2 separate regions of the Oryctolagus cuniculus genome follow, and region 1 is linked to region 2. A link is a contact called in public Hi-C data. All regions are on one chromosome and are shown on one strand. The core of a region is the stretch at or near the end of the contact, and the rest is flanking DNA. Distances in the headings are between cores, read along the strand shown.

Evidence for each region. A called contact is a pair of places that touch in the nucleus more often than the background predicts.
Region 1: a contact with region 2 is called in a Hi-C map of skin fibroblasts, with 8 times the contacts expected there. The contact joins the enhancer-like site here to the promoter of EXT1 in region 2. A contact is called at or near these places in 2 of 6 Hi-C or Micro-C datasets (skin fibroblasts and an unstated tissue).

What each region holds. Positions count from the first base shown.
Region 1 is chr6:144,165,185-144,170,688 of mOryCun1.1, reverse strand. All of the region lies in intron 3 of SAMD12 (sterile alpha motif domain containing 12), which reads left to right. Among named protein-coding and RNA genes, the nearest start is that of SAMD12, 260 kb to the left of the region's middle. Within about 2 kb of position 1,513, at least 1 of the 8 cell types and tissues checked has an H3K27ac peak or open chromatin away from gene starts, as enhancers often do.
Region 2 is chr6:143,848,138-143,853,350 of mOryCun1.1, reverse strand. EXT1 (exostosin glycosyltransferase 1) reads left to right here and starts at 3,886. Exons shown (of 11, transcript XM_002710745.5): 1 at 3,886-4,847. The coding sequence starts at 3,886.

The sequences.
Region 1 (5,504 bases), core at 264-2,763, 320 kb before region 2:
ATAATAACATACCTGCCATTGTAAACAGTTTGTATTTGGGACTTTTAATTTTTAGAGGATCTACTCTTTTTTTATTCTGGCCATTTGTTGACTTACTAAACATTTTATCCATTGTTATCTCTAAGTTTAATTATTTACTGATTAACTACATAATTTGTAATTTATTATAAGTTGCTAATTTACAGATCATTCATTACCTGCTAATTGTTCAATTATCTTTGAATTGGTGCTCATTAATTTACTCAATAAACATTTGTTGAGCTATTGCTAGATAACCAACTCTAGTAGAACAGACACAGAGAAGCCGGAGTAGGGGATTGGGCTTTTCTTGGAAACTGCATATTCTTTAGTTCAAACACATATGTTCGCAGTATCTCTTCATTAACCCAATTCTATTTAGCTCCACTTAAAAAAATTCAGAAGAGGGTAATCTTTAGGAACTTTCATCTGTTACAGTTTTTCTAAAAACAGATAAAATGAAAAAACCTTTCAAAAATCTGGAAATACTTGGAAAAATCAAAATTCAAAAAGTTATCTGAGTCACCAAAATTAGATTTTATATTATATATAATCAAAAATAACATACATACATTACTGCTCATATAGATATTGATATTAAATATTTGAAGGATGAAAGGAGAGATGGCTGAGATACCGGGAGCAAACAAGATTGGAAGAGTTCAATGGGGTTAAATGAAGGGTAGAGATTATCTTGTGATTCCATTGTACCAGTTGTCATATGTAGTACTGGCCAGGTTAAGCAAGCCCAAATGAATGAAACTGTACTAACTGGATGGTTTGTTTTTCACATGGAACAGTTCCTTCTGTTTGGCAGCTGAAACATTCAGCTCAACAAACTAAATGATATTTTATATGAAACCAAATCTTTGTTGTTTGAATCTTCCCAGGTTTAAAGATTACCTTGATTTCAGCCAACTCCCATGGGCATATTAGAGATGTGAAGTGAAAGTGTAGTGTCATTGATTATCTTTTGCCAGAATTTGAGTCATATACTCTGAAAAAAATGTGGATGGCTCTTGGTCTAAATTCTTCCCCTGGTCTGCTTAATTTATTATAATTATGATTATTAATAGTTAATATGATTAATAGTAATACAAGTACAAAGCCCATCACTTCATGTAACTTTTCCTGTAAGTTTTCCCTACATCTGACATTTATATGACAGCACACCATGATTTAGATGAGTCATGATTTAGATGAATCATACAAGTTGCAAAGTACCTCCTTGATTCCACTTCAGTGGTTAAGTATTAACTTATTACTGGAACCACACTTTAAATTGATAAAAAGGAAACCAAGAGTAGATGACTGTTTTTCACTATACCATGAGAGATGTCCCCAAAAACTGTAAAGGGAAATGAGAAGCCATGCTAGATACATGAGAATGTTGAGATACTTTTAATGGAAGATCTGTTTGAGTCATGGAGGCCTTGAGCACTGTTAGTCTGATGCAACCCTCCCTCTAGTCTAGTGCATAGCAGACAGATATCAACATGTGAGCTGCCATTTCCATGCATGGAATGTGCCCCTCAGGGGTTGCTTATTTGGCTTAAGTAGGCAGATTGGATAGCTCACTCTTAAAACACACTTGGAGAAGGAACCAGCTTATCCTGGACAAGAAGATTACTGAAGACTATATAATGAAAGGAACTCTCCTAATTCTTTGAAATACTCAATATGAGTCAGCTTTATGATGTGCTTTGTTTTTTTTAAAGATTATTTATTTGAAAAGCAGAGTTACAGAGAGGGAGAGGCAGATGCAGAGACAGGTCCTCCATCTGCTGGTTCACCTCCCAGATGGCCAAAAGAACTGGAGCTAAGCCAATCCAAGGTGCAGGGACCCAAAGACTTAGACCATCTTCTGCTGCTTGGCCAACCGTGTCAGCAGGGATCTGAATCAGAAGTGAAGAAGCTGGGTCTTGAACCAGTGCCCATATGGGATGCCGGTGCTGCAGGCAGTGGCTTCACACACTATACCACAGCTCCAGCCCCATGGTGTGCTTATCTTGAGCAAAAAGCAGAATCTCCAAATTGTTTAGTTAATAAAAATTTTTCCAATTATAACATTTTGTAAAAAAAAGTATCCTTTCCTTCACATTGTTTTCAGAATATAAATAACTGATTTTTGATGGCAGTCTACACACACTTATACCTTTCAACAGAGTTTATTCTTTTTTAAAAGAAGATTTTATTTATTTGAGAAGTAGAGTTGCAGACAGTGAGAGGGAGAGACAGAGAGAAAGGTTCACTCCCCAATTGGCCGCAGTGGCTGGAGCTGCACCAATCCAAAGCCAGGAGCCAGGAGCTTCTTCCAGTTCTCCCACATGGTTGCAGGGGCCCTGGGACTTGGATCATCTTTTACTGCTTTCCCAGGACATAGCAGAGAGCTGTATCAGAAGAGCAGATGGGACTAGAACCTGTGACATATGAGATGCTGGTGCCGCAGGCAGAGGGATTAACCTACTACGCCACAGCATTGGCCCCTATCTTTATTCTTTTAATAATAGTTTTTCCTGGAGGGTGATTGGACAGGCATGGATGACAATGTGTTTCATTATATGTCTCTAGTTTACAAGAGGTTCCAGTTAAATAATAAAAGATCTTCGAAGGAAGGGGGAAAATATTTTTATGGCATGGCATTTGGCAGAAATTTGGGTTTTTTTTTTCCTTTGTCCCAACCTCTTGTTGCCTTTTGCAGTTGTTCTAAGTTCCTGAAGGGGGAGCTTTCACACAAGCCAACTGTAGGGTACTCGCACTGGTACATGGGCTTTCTGTGGCCACTTCCTTATCTTTCTGGTTCTTCCTGCAAGATCTCCCATTGGTAGATAGGAATTACTATCTTAATTAACATGATAGGAAGTGACAGCCAATCACAATGAATAAAAAAAATCTATTAGGTCATCCTTGGATATCAATTAATCAACTTCCATGTTAGGTATCCCATGATAGGAAAAGAGTCGTATATATCCCCACTGGTCCCCACTAATCAGAAAGCACTGGTGGCTGGGCCTTAGACATGTGTTGCTAAGTAGAGCATTCTTTGTGGATGTAGTAATTCAAACCTACCATCTTCTACTGCTAGATAAGCAAGCACGTTGGGTTCTCTTATGGCTAATGTGAAATGAATGCTCTTATCCTTTAATAAGAGTAATAATAAAGGACTCATGAGGTTTCCCCCTCCCTACCTTAAAATCCTGCCCCTGAAACATACTTCTATTTCAGTGGCAGCATACATATGTGACCTCATTTTAATTTCCAACTTCCTACTTAAAGACTCCCCTTAAAAGAAAGAGAAAAGTTAACAAATGTGCTTGTGTCTTACAAAATTGAAGCTGATTTGGTTTGAGTGCTTTTTTTTCCCAAACAGATGTGAAAAGAGTATTTCTTATTTCTCCTTTTTTTTAAAAAAAATGTTAGATATGATACATTGTTATTAAAATAGAATGTTTGGCAGGTGACAGTTTACTTCAGCTTTCTCATATTATCCTCATAGATCATTTCCTTGTGAGGGGAAGTTGAGACAAAAGCTTCAGAGTAACACTTCTCTTTACGATTCTTGGAAATATAATGCCCCTTCATCAGAAACACAATCTTTTAAAAGAAAACAATTATTCTGTTTCAACTCTCTAAATATAGTGGGAGGATTTCTGTGGAGTATAAATATTTGCAAACTCTTTATGTAAGCATGCTTTAACCAAACACCTGGTAAGTGTTGCACAGTTTATTAACGACTTGCAAAACCTCCAAGTTGGGAAATACAGCTCTGCCATTGTGATCAGTCATTTGGCAGATAGTCAAGACTGACAGCAATTGTTTAACACCTTTTTACCCATTAAGACTCTGATTCACTGAAAACATTAGAGATTTCAGCAGATTTCCCTCCCACCCTCTGACCCTGAACCAAATTGCTCAGTTATCTTCCATAAGGAGTTCTATTATTCTTTCAAATTTCAAGTAATAGAATGTGATTATAGGCAATGTTATAAAATGCATGTTCTGTTGTGTCTACCTAAGCCCCTTTCAAAAACTATGGCTCATTCTTTGCCTTCTTCCTCTGTTTATTGTGCACCTATTATGTTCATGAAACTGGGCTAAGTGCTATAGGACCCAGAGTGAGAGGGGGAAGTAATATGACATATATCTGTCTTTGCAGATCTTAAAATATAGGAAAGGAAAAACACAAGTTAAGTGGCATCTCAAAGCAATCTTCAGTTAATTGTTAAGAGAATTATGTAGGGATTGATGTTTGGCCTAGTTGTTAAGATGCAAGTTAAGACACCTGTATCCCTATCAGGGTGCCTGTGTTCAACACCCAGCTCTGGTTTCTGACTCCAGCTTCCTGTTGATGCTGATTCTAGGAGGCAATGGTGATGGCTCAAGTGACTGGGTTCCTGCCATCCACAGGGGGAACCTGGATTCAGTTCCTGTTTCCCGACTTCAGCCTAACTATTGGGAGCAGATGGGATCTCTCCCTTTTTCACTTCCTATCCTCCTTCTCCCATACCCTCCTCCTTCTTCTCTCTCAAATAAAGAAAGAAAGAGCATGTCAAAAAAAATGCATTCTACAAGAATCCAGCATTGCAGCATAGTGGATAAAGATGCCACCTGTGATACCAGCATCCCATATGGGCACCAGTTCCACTTCTGATCCAGCTCCCTGCTAATGGCCTGGGAAAAGCAGAGATTAATGGCCCAAGTGCCCCGGCCCTTGCCACCCATGTGAGTGACCAGTATCCTGCCTCCTGACTTAGTCTTGGCCCAGCCCTGGCTATTGAGGCCATCTGGAGAATGAACCAATAGCTGCATGATCACTTTCTCTGTGTCTCTCCCTCTCTCTCTGCAACTCTCACTTTCAAATAAATAAATGAATCTTTATTTAAAAAAAGAAGAATCCAGAAGGGAAGGAAGACTATTGTGAGATGGTGTGATCTTGATTGATTCTATGGTTACATGATTTTAGCAAGAATATGAGTAACATGTAGTATTAGCAGAGGCAGAAAAGAGAGTAATAGATATTCAAGAACCAAAGAGCATTGTAAGACAATATAGTAGACTGAATATGCTGTGAGAACTATGGACAGTGTGGGAAACTATAAGATTAGACACAAAAGTATTTTGTTAGGAAAGCACCATAAGATAAAACAAAATAAAAGTTCTCATTGTACTGATTAGCTGTTGCTACTAAAATGGTGCAGCAGGATACATTTGCAACGTAGAAAATGAGCAGCTCAAAACAGTAACTATTAGCTCACAAGTTTGCAGCCTGGAAATTTAGGCTATATTTGATGAGTAGTAATGCTAGATGCAGTTACTTGTCTTGGAGGCAGCTGGCTGTTCATGTATGTAAGACAGTTTGCTGCTATGTTTTGTCTTCCAAAGTGCTGGCCCAGGTACATATTCTCATAGCAAGTGAAGAGAAACCCAATCTTGTTGTTTTTTTAAACCCCTTCTTATGTCACATTTGACGAAAGCAAGTTCCACGG
Region 2 (5,213 bases), core at 2,637-5,136:
AGTGTTGTCTCTTGTCTTTTTGATCACAGCTATCCAAACAGCATTGAAGCAGTACCCCATTGTAGTTGTAACTTGCACTTCCCTGATGGTCAGTGATGTTGAGTATCATGTACCCATTGGACTTTGGTATGTCTTCTTTTAAAACATCTTTCTAGATCCTTTGCCCATTTTAAAAAAGACTTTATTTTTATTTATTTGAAAGAGCTACAGAGAGAGAGAGAGAGAGAGAGCAAGATCTTTCATCTACTGGTTTACTCTCCAAATGGCCACAATGGCTGAGACTAGGCCAAGCCGAAGCCAAGAGTCAGGAGCTTCTTCAGGGTCTCCAACCTGAGTGCACTTGGGTCATCTGCTGCTGCTTTCCCAGGTTCATTAGCAGACAGCTAGATTGGAAGTGGAGCCTCAGGAACAGGACCCAGAGCCCATATGGGATGCCAGCGCTGTGGACAGCAGCTTTACCTGGGCCACAGCACTGCCTTTGCCCATTTAAAAATCATATTATTGTTATTATTATGTGCTATTGAGTTGTATGAATATTTTGGATGTTAATTCCTTAACACATGTAGGGCTCATATCAATCTTCTCCCAGTCCATAGGTCGCCTTCTCATTTTGTTGGTGGTTTCCCTTCCCATGCAGAAGCTTTTTAGTTTGATTCAGTCCACTTGTTTGTTTTGCTTTTGGTGCCTGAACTTAGGGGGATCGTTCTTTTCTAGCCTGTTCAAAGTGCTGGGGTAAAGCTGAAATTTAGTAATTTGTCCATTCATTCAAATCAGCGATTGGACCGCACCCAAGTGCCAGGAACTGCCTGAGGCACTGGGGATCGGGAGGGCAGACTGCTCTCCCTCTCAGAGAGCTCTTCTCAGAGTGAAGAAACACAGGCAGGAAATGAGCAAATGAGAGCGATTTCAGCTAATGAGAAGGGCGAGGAAAAAAATAAAACAGAGGGAGATGCAATGATGATGCCATTGTAGGGGCTACTTTAGATTCCAGTTGGATCTTGAAATGAGGAATTGAGGCTAATGATGCTACACATGTGGAGCGATTTACAGTTTACAAATGCAAAGAGGCTGGCAGCAAAGGTCTTCTACTCTGACTTTTCAGATGAGAAACCAAGGTTCAGTGAGATTAAGACACATACTCAAGGCACCAGGAATGGCAGCTCCCAGTTCTGGCTCCATGCCTGCCTTCATTTCCAGGACCAAAGTTTTTCTCACACTGTGCAGTAATGTGGAATGTGGGGTGGGTGGGTGGGTGGTGGTGGTGGTAACAATGGTGCGTGGGATGGGAGAATCAGCCACAGCTAGGCGGGAAAGGCAAGAAACACGTGCCAACGCAGGAAGAGCCCACAAGGGGGCAAGGAGGGTGCCAGCTCCCCCTAAGGTCATGGGTAGGATCCAGAGGGCTGCAACTTCCCCAGGAACGCATCTGTCCGCACCCTGCTCTGCCTGCACCACTGTTCTCAGCCTCCTCCCCAGGCTCGGGGGAGCTGTGGGTCACATGTGGTTTCCATCACCGCATTTATCTGCCTCGTTGTCATCGCACTTGGAAGATGACCGAATCCTCTTTCCCATCCCAGGCCTCCCCAGACTGTGCAGGGTGCACAAGTCAAATCTGGACAGGCTGCCTCATCTCTCACAGGTTAGAAACAGGGAGAGGTTTCAGGAATGTACAGTGATGTACCACCCACACCCCTTCCCCCTTTATTAAAACAAATCTGAAACAACAGATGCGGAAATGTTTCCACTGTACCATTTCACCCTGCCTGGTTACAACCCTGCCTTCATTCACACCCAGCTGGGTGATCTTTTCTTTCTTTCTTTTTTTTTTTGTGGCCTCAGGCAAGTAGGGTTCTTCCCTCCCAGTCCCTCCCATAATAAACAATCACTAAACAGCTTGCTGCTCTAGGCAACTGTGTGTCCAGCTTGGCCAGGCCCCAGGACTTGAGGGTGGGAGGTGTTATCAGCCTGTGAGGCCAGAGAGCTGGGCTTGGCCCACAGATTCTGCTAGGCACCTAGCACTTTGCGGGGGTGGGTGTGTGGACGTAGTGGGCTTTTAGAGGGGCTGGGACCTTGGAAGTCAACTTAATGAGGAACCCACCATCTCCTACTGACTGTAATTAGGATCATTCTCTGCTTCGAGTTTCCCGCCACAGCTGGGCTGGTTGGCAGTTCTACTGGTCACCCATCCTTAAGAGACATCTTTTTAAAACTACCATCACACCCATCACAAAGAGAGAAACAGCATCGCTCTTAGGGTAGGACAAGCTGAAGTTAACCAGTTTCCTCAGCTATCAGAAAATGTCTGTGGGCATTGTGACTGAATCTCTCAGCAGCTTTCCTGGGCTGCAGACGGGGGGGGGGGGTGCTAGGAGTGGGGGGAGGACAGGTGTTCCCCACAGAGGCACGCAGGCAGCAGTGTGATCATTCTTTATTCCTGGGGACTGCGGTGTCGCCTTAGGAAAGAAGAAAAAAGAGAGATGGGCTACGTAGAGGAACAGGGATGCGGATTCCACGCTTTGTAAGAAATACTCAGATACTGGGCCTCGGCGGCTCGCAGGTGGGTTGGCTGTCTCCGAAGTCTTCCCCTCCTTCCCCGCCCCTCGGGCGCTCTCCCACTGCCCCATTTCCAAGGAACCTGCACCTTCTCCGCCTCCCCGCTCTGGGAGGCGTTCCAGGAGGCGCCGGGAGCGCCCGGGGCAGCCGAGCCGAGCGAGGCGAGCCGCGCGGGCCCCGGCCGGTCCCGCCTTCGCCGCGTCTCCGCGGGCACCTCCGGGCGGCGCCACTTCCCGGCTGGGCACCGCCGGGTCTCGGGGCCTGCGCGCGCCGAGGCGCCGCGGGGCGCTCGCCCGGGGCCGCCCCGCGCTCGGGACGCCCGGCTCTCCCCGCGAGGGGCACCCGCGCGGCCCCACGGTCGCCGGCGCCGCGGCCGCGGCCGGGGGGTTATGAATGGGCGCAGCGGAAGCACCGCCCCCCCCGGACGTGACGCTCGGCCAATGGCAGCGCGGTCTGCGTGGATGGATGAGGTCAGCGCTGTCGTGTCGGGAATGGAATGTGTAAGTGTAACATTCAGAACCGGGTAACACTCGGCGACCGAACGCGGCGGTCGGCGGCGATCGCGCGGGGGCCTGCGAAGCGCCGCTCGGGGCCGGCTCTGCCCGCGGGGAGGACGCGCCGCCGCCGTCGCCGCCGCCCAGCGCCGCCCGCAGCCGCCGCCCGCCCGCCCGCCGGGCCGCCGCGAGTGCCGGGGCCGGCCCCGCGAGCGCAGAGTAAACACCGGCGGAGTCGCTGCAGGAGGGAAGACAGAGAGATGCAGGGATTTGTGAGGTTACGGCGCCCCAGCTGCAGGATGCACTAGCCGGCCCGGGAGCCCCGGAGCGGCCGCCTTGTGGGGAGCGGAGCGCTGTGCACACGGGAGTGTGGATGAGTTGAAGTTGCTTTCCCGGGGGCTCGCCTTCCACGCCGCGGAGAGCGATCGGAGGGAGAGGCGAGGCGACCACTTCGGCTTGCCGCGGATCGGGCGCCGGGAGCGTTTGCTTTTTTTTTTTTTTTTTTTCGCCCCTCGCTTTTCTTTTTTCCTCCGTCTTGTTGCATGCACGAGAATTGCAGTCCGCTGCTCGCCCGCCCTGGGTGCGAGGTATTCCGCCCCGCCGTCTCCCGTGCATTGTGCGACCCGAAGATGAAAGACCGAAGGGGAGAAAGTTAAGGAAATCGCCCACATGCGCTGGATCAGTCCACGGCTTGGGGAAAGGCATCCAGAGAAGGTGGGAGCGGAGAGTTTGAAGTCTTTACAGGCGGGAAGATGGCGGACTGGAGCTGAAAGTGTTGATTGGGAAACTTGGGTGATTCTTGTGTTTATTTACAATCCTCGTGACCCAGGCAGGACACATGCAGGCCAAAAAACGCTATTTCATCCTGCTCTCAGCTGGCTCTTGTCTCGCCCTTTTGTTTTATTTCGGAGGCTTGCAGTTTAGGGCATCGAGGAGCCACAGCCGGAGAGAGGAGCGCAGCGGTCGGAATGGCTTGCACCAGCCCGGTCCGGATCATTTCTGGCCCCGCTTTCCGGACGCGCTGCGCCCCTTCGTTCCCTGGGAGCAGTTGGAGAACGAGGATTCCAGCGTGCACCTCTCCCCCCGGCAGAAGCGAGACGCCAACTCGAGCATCTACAGAGGCAAGAAGTGCCGCATGGAGTCCTGCTTCGATTTCACCCTTTGCAAGAAAAACGGCTTCAAAGTGTACGTCTACCCGCAGCAGAAGGGGGAGAAAATCGCCGAAAGTTACCAAAACATCCTAGCGGCCATCGAGGGCTCCAGGTTCTACACCTCGGATCCCAGCCAGGCGTGCCTCTTTGTCCTGAGTCTGGATACTTTAGACAGAGACCAGTTGTCACCTCAGTATGTGCACAACCTGAGATCCAAAGTGCAGAGTCTCCACTTGTGGAACAATGGTAGGAATCACTTAATTTTTAATTTATATTCCGGCACTTGGCCCGACTACACCGAGGACGTGGGGTTTGACATCGGCCAGGCGATGCTGGCCAAGGCCAGCATCAGCACCGAAAACTTCCGACCCAACTTTGATGTCTCCATTCCCCTGTTTTCCAAGGATCACCCCAGGACAGGAGGGGAGAGGGGGTTTTTGAAGTTTAACACCATCCCTCCTCTCCGGAAGTACATGCTGGTCTTCAAGGGGAAGAGATACCTGACAGGGATAGGTTCAGACACCAGGAATGCCTTATATCACGTCCACAACGGGGAGGACGTCCTGCTCCTCACCACCTGCAAGCATGGCAAAGACTGGCAAAAGCACAAGGATTCTCGCTGTGACAGAGACAACACCGAGTATGAGAAGTAAGTGGCCCTGCCCAGGCTGGGCCAGGTGTGAGGTTGGGGGTGGGAGTGAGGACCCAGAGCCCCTCATGGGTTCTGTGCCTTCCCGCTCGGAGCCCGGGACCAAGCAGCCTGGTTCAGGTGTGGGTAGCTCGGAGATGAGCGCCGGGAGTTTGAGCTCCTGGGGCACGCTGCACAGCCTGGTTCCGGTGCCCAGGAGCTGACAGTTTTCCCCTCTTGTCTAGGAGGCCTGCGAGGCAGGGTCCTGTCTCCTGTGCCGGGTGGGGGTTTGCCCCAAGTTTGGAAACCATGCTTCCCCTGTGGCCCTGGGACGTGGGGTCTGGGGCGATGTCCAGATCCCAGCGAAGGCATGTGTCTACCCCCTGA